Regions from separate parts of the Zea mays genome. Here region 1 is linked to region 2. The links are chromatin contacts, called in public Hi-C maps. All regions are on one chromosome and are shown on one strand. Each heading gives the region's core, a stretch centred on a gene start, on an enhancer-like site or on the middle of the called end of the contact. The rest is flanking DNA. Distances are from core to core; before and after follow the strand shown. Region 1 holds the start of LOC100193117. Region 2 holds the start of LOC100192839.

Region 1 (4,807 bases), core at 364-2,863, 140 kb before region 2:
AACAGCACCTTCTGCTCTGCTATGTCCTCACATAAGAGCATAGGCTTTGGCTGATCTGCTGAAGCTGCTTTCTCCCTTCTGAACTTGTACTGTTCACAGGCTTCGGCTCCATCTATGTTATGGATTGCTTTTGAGTCAGTCCAATTGCCTTCGGCCCTTCTTGCAGCTTCTATGTTGGAGACTTGCTCTCAAATGCTATGAATCAAGAGCAAGGCAACATAAAATATTAAATAATAACATCCTTCGTCCTTAAGACATTATTCCCTTCGGGATAAAGAATCTTGGACGAAGGTTGGAAAGAGTATAATTACGAAGTTAAACCTTCGTAATAAAACTTCAATGGATATTCATAAGATAATATAAAAAAGGTATAAGATGAGTAAATAAATTATATTATATTTATTCATTATATTGAATTATTAAATACAATAATACCTATGCCTTGGCAAAGGTTGAATTCCGAGAGATGCGATTGCAATCCAGAATCTGTGAACAGTAACGGAATACTGTTCACTATTTATAGGCACAGGACGCAGCCTGTGAGGAATTACAAGTATACCCCTTATAAAAACTTACAACATTGACTCAGACCTTTATGGACTAGAAGGTCATTCTATCTTTAAGTCGGTTTGTAATGCCGAAGCTTCACGAAGAGGAACCTTCGGCTATCTTATATAAACAGCTTCAGCCGAAGACCACTTCTTCCTGTAAGACCTTCGGCGACGAAGCATAGACCCAACAGTACCCATTCGATGGCTCGACATCACATGTCTACATGGTCTTTCCTTTACCACGATGTCGACTCTGTTAGTCAAATCAAAAAATATATATGCGGAGAGCGGGGACAATCAATAAAAAAATCTTGAGATATTTTTGGTGGATAGTTTACGTGCGTATTGTTGTGAGCCGTCGCAACGTACGAGCAACTGACTATTGAGTCTTTATACATATGTTAAAGAGTTAGGATTGTACTCTCTCCGTTCCGGTATATAAGACATGACTAAATTTAGATTAAAGACCAATAAATGTATTTGATTCTCTCTATATCACTATATCGATATACGTGTGCATAGAGACAAAAACAAAAATTAATTATGCCTTATATTTTAGAAAGAATGGAGTATTATTCAGTTTTTAGTTGTTTCTTAATACTTTGAAATGTGAGTAAGAGTCTCAGGGTTGTAATGCCTTGACCCCCTCGTTCATTGAACAAAGCATCTCCATGCCCCCCTGCTACCTAAACCCGTCTAGATTCATTGCACCTGCTGGTCGTTTGAACTTTGAACCGAGCGGCAAGCAACCCTTTCTCCGAGCCGCCCAAATCCGTACAGCGCCCATGCCCTTCTCACGTGCATGCCCCCCTCCCCAAAACCGCACACACGAGAGGAAAAAAAGGGGGGCTCATTTTCCTACGAGATCCCGTGGAAAACGGCCGGGTGCGGCAGGAGAGGCCGGGGTGCCATCACGTGCCGGTGACCACCGTCCTGATCCTCATCCCCTCGCTCGCTGCGCCTGGCCTGACGTGTCCCCCCGGTCCGTGTGTACGCTGGCGTCCGGCGGGATATAAAGGCGGTCCCGCACCCACCTCTTCTTCCTCCTTTTTTTCTCTCATCCGAATTCCCAGGCAGGCAGGTCGGCGAGGAGGGCAGGAAGACCGAAGACCGAGCCGTGCGGGGGCTCGGGACGGGAACGGGACAGGACCCCAAAATCTCAGATCCTTCCTGCCCGCCCGCCCGTGCCCGTCGACGCGTCGTTCTTGCCGGCCGCGCCCCACCTCCGCCCTCTCCTCCTCCAGGTAGGTGAATGGTGATTGCTGCAACCGACCGTCTTCGATGGACGGGGATTCTTCGGTGGGGTTGGATTGGTACGCGGTGTGGCGGTCGGATTCGGAGACTGCTCTGCATACTCCCGCGCGCGCATTGGGTTTTGGTGTTTGGGATTTCATTTTCTCGAGGGTTCCGTCTTCGCGGTGGCAACCATGGTTCGGATTGGGACGGTGGATTTTTGACCCTCGCCTCTGCATCTGTTTCCGCAGGGGGATCGGATACGCCACAGGCTGCGCGATGGTGCTGTGGGTCTTCGGCTACGGCTCCCTCATCTGGAACCCCGGCTTCGACTTCGACGACAAAATCCTCGGCTTCATCAAGGGCTACAAGCGCACCTTTAATCTCGGTATGGATGCTTGTTTTGCAGGCGCTTGCTTGGGTTTGGGTACACCCTCGTTGACGCGAACCTCAGCCTCAACTTTCTCCCTTGTTCTGTTTCCCACCCCGCAGCTTGCATTGACCACAGAGGCACACCGGAGCATCCGGCGAGGACCTGCACGCTTGAAACCGACGACGAGGCCATATGCGTAAGAAACCAACCACTTCGTGTTTATCCTTATTTTCCCTGTTTGCAGTGTTCTTGTTGCAAAGATGAATTATCTAGCTTTTACTGCAGGTGGTGACACAATATTATATGTGCAATTTAGATATGGATTTGGACGACTCAAATCATTAACTGAAATGTACTTAAATAATGTCCTGTTTGTGTAGCATCTTTGCATGCCCCCCCCCCCCCCCCCCCCCTTTAACGAGAATTTTGACATTAATCACATTATAAAATACGACACGCTGGGCTTCAACGAAATTGAGGCGCTGGGAAGGGATTCGATGATTTGGAAACCCACACGACACACAGTCGCTGATATGGACAGGGATTCTCTCTTAGCTGCGACGGACAGAGATTTAGCTACTGGAGGTGACGCCGTCAGCTACCTGTGACCTTTCTCTCACCTTTGTCGTCAGCTACTCGCATTTTCAGATTCAGTTTTCTATTGTGCCCACAGCTTTGTCAGGCCTATAATTTATGTGATAGTCCTCCTTGCTTGTGAGTTTCTTCTGGGGCTTAAGCTCTGTAATTCAAGTGGTTCATCAGAGCTTGTGGCAAGTAGAGAGTTCAGGATTGTGGCAAGTAGAGAGTTCAGGATTTTGTCGTTTTGCTGTTTCTCTAGGCTGCCCATTCTCTTCCCTTCGGTACTGGGAGGAACTGCAGAGTAGACATCATTCAGCTAGTGAACAAAATCAGATTCAGAAATCAAGTTTTATGTGCTCATTTTCTGTTCTACACACGCAAACTTGATGTTTCGACACACACAAACCTGAAATTCATGTGCACATTTTCTGTTCTACACAGAACCTGAAACCAAACACACGTGGACCTTTTCACACACATCTAGTTTACCTCTGCAACAACCTCTTTGGCATCAGCCACCCTGCCTCCCTTTGCCAATCCCTCAACCAACCCTTTCATTGTTCTAAAATCTGGCACCTTACGCCTCTTTAAGCTATCCTTGAAGATGCCCAAACCAGCATCAAAGTCTCCATAGGCACAGAGTTCTGCTAACATGTGCTTGTACGTGGTAGCATCTGCCGAGCACCCCTTCTCAGCTAGGGAGTGGTAAAGAACCTTAGCATCCTCCAATTTGCCACTCTTGCAATAGCTAGTCATGAGGAAATTGTAGGTGATGGTGCCCGGCTTCACTCCAGCCGCTTCCATCTTCTGTCATCACCTCCATAGCCTCTTCTGGCTTTCCATGGAGCGCGTAGTACATGGCCAGCACACTAAAACAAACACAGATCTTGGTGGAGCTCTGTTCTTCAGTTCTACTGCTGCCTGTGAGCACTGATCTTCAGTTTCTTCCTGGGGTAATTTTCTTAACTAGCCATTTGACACTTTTTGGTGGAGAAGTAGCAGGTGCTTGAGCTGATACTAGTCCAGCAGTTGTGTGTTCATCTTCATTATCAGTTGCCCCTGTCACAACAGCTGTTTGCCTTGACACTAGTCCACCAGTTTGATGTTCATCTTCATTATCAGTTATGTGGACTGTCTCAGCAGCTGTTCTGTTGTTTGTGTACTGAAGTTCATCAATACCCTGTTGTGATGTCAAAGTCCGCAACTCCTTCTGTATCCATTTTTTGTCGTACTCTTCTGTGGTTTCCTCTTCCTACAAAGTGTCGGTGTCCCGGGCCGATGGATCCATGAAGGAGATGGCGAGACGGCAGTCCAGCCAGCCGGTCGTGCTCCATCTCCACTGCAGGGAATGGGGAATGGGGAGAATAGGTCACAACAGCTAGTACTCCCAGTCGATCTCCACCCAGCCAGCACTGCAATGCGGACGACACCTAGCATCTACCGGAGAGAATGGGAACGAAGAAGACAGAAGGGGAGCTGATCTCCAGGAGGAACTCATGGGTGACGGCGACGCGAGCAGTGACGGCATTGCGGACGGCAGCTGTGCCCGCGCAGACTAATCCTCACGGCGGAGGATTAAGCTGTGTCTAACGCGCCTAAGAGAGAATCCATGTCTATACCAGCGTCTGCACATCATGTGGGTTTCCAAATCATCGAATCCCTCTCCAACACCTCCGTTTCGTCGAAGCCGAGCGTGCCGTGTTTTATAATGGCAAAATTCTCCTTTTTAACACGGTGACACAATATTACATGGGCAAGGCACTTTGCATGGGCTGTCGTCATGAATTTCTTTCTGACAACAGATTGGCCCAACTTGTGTTCTTTCCAATTGCCGTAATTACAGAAAACTGTTTTTAATGAATTGTTATTCAGTTTTGCGTCACAATTTCCATATTCTCGCATGAATATGTAGCTCTGCATTGGCCTTGAAATCTTATCGAGGTCTTCACTTTGGACTAAGGAATTAGAAAAGAGTGGAAGAATAGGGTAGGGAGTAATTTCTTTTTCTACTTGTATAGTGAGCTGTGTAAAATCTCATTACTTTAACCACTCCAATAGCTGTTAGCTTTGC
Region 2 (5,334 bases), core at 2,487-4,986:
CCTAGGTTGCGCACTTGGTTCACCAGGGTCTTGAGCCGGTTGTACATGTCTTGTGGCTCCTCCCCTTGGCGAAGACGGAAGCGACCGAGCTCCCCCTCGATCGTTTCCCGCTTGGTGATCTTGGTGAGTTCATCACCCTCATGCGCCGTCTTGAGTAGGTCCCAAATCTCCTTGGCGTTCTTCAACCCTTGTACTTTGTTGTATTCCTCCTTGCTTAAAGAGGCAAGGAGAATGGTTGTGGCTTGAGAGTTGAAGTGCTCGATTTGGGCCACTTCGTCCGTGTCGTAGTCCTCATCCCCTACGGATGGTACCTGTACACCATACTCAACAACATCCCATAATCTTTTGTGGAGAGAGGTTAGATGAAATCGCATCAAATTACTCCACATAGCATAATCTTCACCATTAAAAGTCGGTGGTTTGCCTAATGGGACGGAAAGTAAAGGTGTATGTTTAGGAACGCGAGGGTAGCGTAGGGGGATCTTACTATACTTCTTACGCTCTTGGCGCTTAGAAGTGACGGACGCCGCGTCGGAGCCGGAGGTGGAGGTCGATGAAGTGTCGGTCTCGTAGAAGACCACCTTCCTCATCCTTTTGTGCTTGTCCCCACTCCGATGCGGCTTGTGAGAAGATTTTTCCTTCTTCTCCTTATGGTGAGAAGAGGAAGATCTTTTCTCCTTCCGCTTGGAGGATTTCTTCTTCTTCTCTCTTCTCTTGGTGCGGGACTCTTCCGATGAAGATGAAGTGCTCCCTTGGCTTGTAGTGGGCTTGTCGTCGCCGGTCTCCATCTCCTTCTTGGCGTGATCTCCCGACATCACTTCGAGCGGTTAGGCTCTAATGAAGCACCGGGCTCTGATACCAATTGATAGTCGCCTAGAGGGGGGGTGAATAGGGCGAAACTGAAATTTACAAAAATAATCACAACTACAAGCCGGGGTTAGCGTTAGTAATAATAAATGAGTTCGCAAGAGAGGGAGCAAAACAAATCGCAATCAAATAAAGAGAGTGACACGTGGATTTGTTTTACCGAGGTTCGGTTCTTGCAAACCTACTCCCCGTTGAGGAGGCCACAAAGGCCGGGTCTCTTTCAACCCTTCCCTCTCTCAAACGGTCCCTCGGACCGAGTGAGCTTTCCTTCTTCTCAATCAACCGGGAACAAAACTTCCCCGCAAGGGCCACCACACAATCGGTGCCTCTTGCCTCGGTTACAATTGAGTGTTGATCACAAGAGCAAAAGAGAAAGAAAGAATGCGATCCAAGCGCAAGAGCTCAAAAGAACACGGCAAATCTCTCTCGCTAGTCACTAAATGCTTGAGTGGAATTGGAGAGGATTTGATCTCTTTGTATGTGTCTAGAATTGAATGCCTAGCTCTTGTAAGTGGTTAGAAGTTGGAAAACTTGGATGGCAATGAATGTGGGGTGGTTGGGGTATTTATAGCCCCAACCACCAAATGTGGCCGTTGGGGAGCCAGTCTGCTCGATGGCGCACCGGACAGTCCGGTGCACACCGGACATGTCCGGTGCCCCTGCCACGTCATCAGTGCCGTTGGAATCTGACCGTTGGAGTTCTGACTTGTGGGCCACCCTTGATGTCCGGTGGCGCACCGGACAGCTCCTGTTCATTGTCCGGTGCGCCAGTATGGGCAAACCTGACGTCTGCGCGCGCTGCGGCGCATTTAATGCCTCTGCAGGTAGCCGTTGGCGCGGGATAGCCGTTGCGCTGGAGTCACACCGGACAGTCCGGTGCACACCGGACATGTCCGGTGAATTATAGCGGACGAGCCGTCGGCTTTTCCCGAAGCTGAAGAGTTCCTGAGGCCGCTTCTCCATGGCGCACCGGACACTGTCCGGTGTACACCGGACAGTCCGGTGAATTATAGCGCGAGAGCCCCTGGAAATTCCCGAAGGTGGCGAGTTCGAGCTGGAGTCCCCTGGTGCACCGGACACTGTCCGGTGGTGCACCGGACACTGTCCGGTGGCACACCGGACAGTCCGGTGCGCCCAGACCAGAGGGCCTACGGTTGGCTCTTTGCCCTTTTGTTGAACCCAACACTTGGTCATTTTATTGGCTATGTTGTGAACCTTTGACACCTGTATAACTTATACACTAGAACAAACTAGTTAGTCCAAAGATTTGTGTTGGGCAATTCAACCACCAAAATTATATAGGAACTAGGTGTAAGCCTAATTCCCTTTCAGCATGGCTGCTTCTGGGGGAAACAACAATGAGCACACGCCCACGACGCCGCAGGCTATGGATGTCCTCGTGCGCCGCCTCTGACCCACCGCACCTTGTAGCTGCCGGCGACCACACCCTCCTCGGCGAAGGCCTTCGGTTCTCGACGTAGACCCGCTCCACGAATGTGCGCGTCGCCGCCTGCAACCTTCCGACGAAAGAGCCGATCTAGGACGCCATCCGACCCTGGCACGCGCTCCCGCACCAACACCGATGGACCCGCAGCAGTCCACACCACCTCGCCCAAGCCGGACTACCCACCGCGGCGACTGCCTCCCCACTCAGAGATTTCACAGCAACCGCGAGCGCTGCCTGTCCCTTCCACCTTGGCGTCGCTGCCCTCCTTGTCCTCCTCGGGCTCAACACGGGCGGGGAGCGAGGGTGGCACGGAGGTGGATTGGAGCCGCGAAGGCCATCGTCACGCGGGCCTCATCGACGTCCTCGTCATCGGGCTTAGCGTGGGTGGGAAGCGGGGGCGGCGCGGAGGCGGATCGGAGCCGTGGAGGGTTGGGGACTTGCGGGGGAGAAAGAGGAGGCGTCGACGTGCTAGCAGTTGGGAGCATTGGGAGGTTAGGGATTGGGTACAACCGTGCGGGTGGGTCGCGTGATCGGACGACTGGTGGGATCAGACGGTTGAAAAGCATAATGATAAAATAGACGGTTGAGATTACATAACGGCAAAACGACAGGCTACTTTTACAGCCTTAATAAGTAGTAGAGATTTGAATATAGACATAAAAAATCAAGAGCTATTGTACAAGTAACAAGTAAATGTAGTAATATTGAATAACAGGATGGAATTAGGGATGACAATTGGACTGGTGGGTATGGATACCCATGGGTTTCGTACCCCGTGGACATGGATACGGGTTGGAAAACTCACCCGTGGATCCTATCGGGTCGGGTACCCGAAATACGTCGGGTAGGGTACGAATAGTATATTTTACCCATAGATATCCACTGGATACCTAAAATATTAATTCACAATTTTACATGTTGAGTTTTTGGCCCATGAAGCAAAGAAAAAAAAAGCCCAAAGCAGTGGACTCGCGGTTGGGCCGTCCCGTTCGTATTCTCCTGAGGCTCTGTTCGTTTAGTCCAGATTAGAGGCCAGAACCATTTCAACTTATCAAGCTAATACAAATTTGTGAACTATTTCAATCCGGAACCAATCCACTAAAGCATTCCGGAAGAATCGAACGGGCACTAAACCTAATGGTGTGTTTGGTTTGTGGAGTCATTCTATACTTCACGAGGTCATGCATTATAGGTTCATTCCATCAATTTTAATGAAATCAATCCACTCCTTATTTATATACTAATTATTAGCTTATGAGAAATATGGTGATAATGGATAACTCATTCTATTCCACGAACCAAAGTTCCCTAACCGGCTAACCCTAATTTCACGGCCGCCCACCCGCCAGCGCCCTGCGCCCAGCCGGCACCCTAAGTTCCCACTTCCCAGTTCCCACCCGCCAGCCGCCAACCGCCCAGCCCGCTGCCCCGCTCCCGCCCCGAGCTGCGCGGCTGCGCCCCCAAGCTGCGCGCCTGCGCCGTCCCCGAGGCCCGAGCTGTGCCTGCGTCGTCCGTCGTGGCCCGAGCTGCGCCTGCGCCGTCCCCGAGGCCCGAGCTGCGCGGCTGCGCCCCCGAGCTGCGCCGTCCGTCGGCCCCCACTCGTCGTTCCTCCCGTCGCGCGGCGCAGCGCTCACGCAAGGCCCTCGGACCAGCAGATCGACGGCTTCACCGCGGATCGACCAGCAGATCAACGCCGCCCTTCAGACCCTCAGGTACTCAGTAGTCAGTACTTAGTTAGAAGCCCAATGTCAACTCCACAAGACAGTAGCAGTCGTCGCAGTGGCATAGGAGCAGCTCCTGCTGATGCTGGTAGCTCTAGAGATCCCACTCCATCTGATGCAGCAACCCAAGGGACAAGGAATGATGTTGTTGAAATAGATGATGCTGCACAGGTTGGGTGTAAGAGGAAGTTGAAGTCTAAAGTATGGGAGGATTTTGTTAGAGTTACTGTATCAGCTCAAGATCAATATTTTTTTACTGGGTCCGACCCTGAATTGCAGGATTCAACTGTATCAGCTCAAGATCAATATTTTTTTAAATGAGTAAGCTTGCAAATATGTTCTCGGCTCTTTGTCTGGATGCTGAAAGCAATGAAGATGTTGGCCGAGCTGAAGTACCACAGGCGTCTTCCAGCACAGACAAAACTGCTGCAAGCAAACCTGGTTGGTGCTCTTTTAGCCCTTCCATCTTGAATGGAACTTGTGGATATATTAAGTAGTGTTCTTTCTTTATTCTCCATGGGAATTGCATTTCTGGTTCATTTATATCCCTGCAAGTTTAATTGGCTACACCTATTTGGTGGTCAAGATGAGTCTACAAGGACAATTAAATTGATGAGAAAATAGTACCGACCAGATTTTTGTCATTGCATGATGATTATATACTCTAATGTCTTGGTAATATGCAGCAATTTGCCAAGGTTATTGAGCCCTTCTTGTCTTTGTCCTGTTTTTTATTCGAAACAGAAAGTTCTACTCAGTAATTTAGGGGCCCAGTGCTAAAAGCAAATTTGACCCTGCATTTGAGGAACGCATTGCTGGCACCATTTTTTTTGGTGCTAGCACTATTGGGAAACCTGTTTTTACCTAAAGTTTTGAATTAGATTATTGTAGCAACGGAGAGACAATTAATATATTTTTGGTAGAAGAACCTCATTTTTTACTTTTGACAGCACGTATTATGTGTCATTGTTTATGACCACATGCTACTGTAGCTGTTCCAAATCTTCATTTTTTATCAAAAACATTGATTTAATTGGAAATTTCATTTTCTTTCCAGATAAAAATGAGCAGAATGACACAACTGCAGTAAACTATGAGGAGGCAGCACTTGTATCATCATCTAGTGATTACAGGATGCCTTTGGTGTGGATAGACTTGGAAATGACCGGTGAGTCTTTTCTAAACTTATACATTCTTTAATCTGAAAATCATCAGGGAATTCAGTTTCGGTGGTGCATTATTATTTACTTGTTTGTTTGTTTTCATAATATAATTTTAAATTACAATATAATTTTAAAT

The links. Hi-C and Micro-C count contacts between places; a contact is called where the count stands out from the background.
Region 1: a Hi-C map of ear shows a contact between it and region 2, with 1.7 times the contacts expected there. The contact joins the promoter of LOC100193117 here to the promoter of LOC100192839 in region 2. A contact is called at or near these places in 3 of 25 Hi-C or Micro-C datasets (ear, leaf and tassel).

Annotation. Positions count from the first base shown.
Region 1 is chr5:162,872,751-162,877,557 of Zm-B73-REFERENCE-NAM-5.0, reverse strand. LOC100193117 reads left to right here and starts at 1,613. Exons shown (of 8, transcript NM_001138278.1): 1 at 1,613-1,795; 2 at 2,036-2,172; 3 at 2,277-2,353. The coding sequence starts at 2,064.
Region 2 is chr5:162,736,580-162,741,913 of Zm-B73-REFERENCE-NAM-5.0, reverse strand. LOC100192839 reads left to right here and starts at 3,736. Exons shown (of 9, transcript NM_001138030.1): 1 at 3,736-4,026; 2 at 4,315-4,476; 3 at 5,093-5,203. The coding sequence starts at 4,353.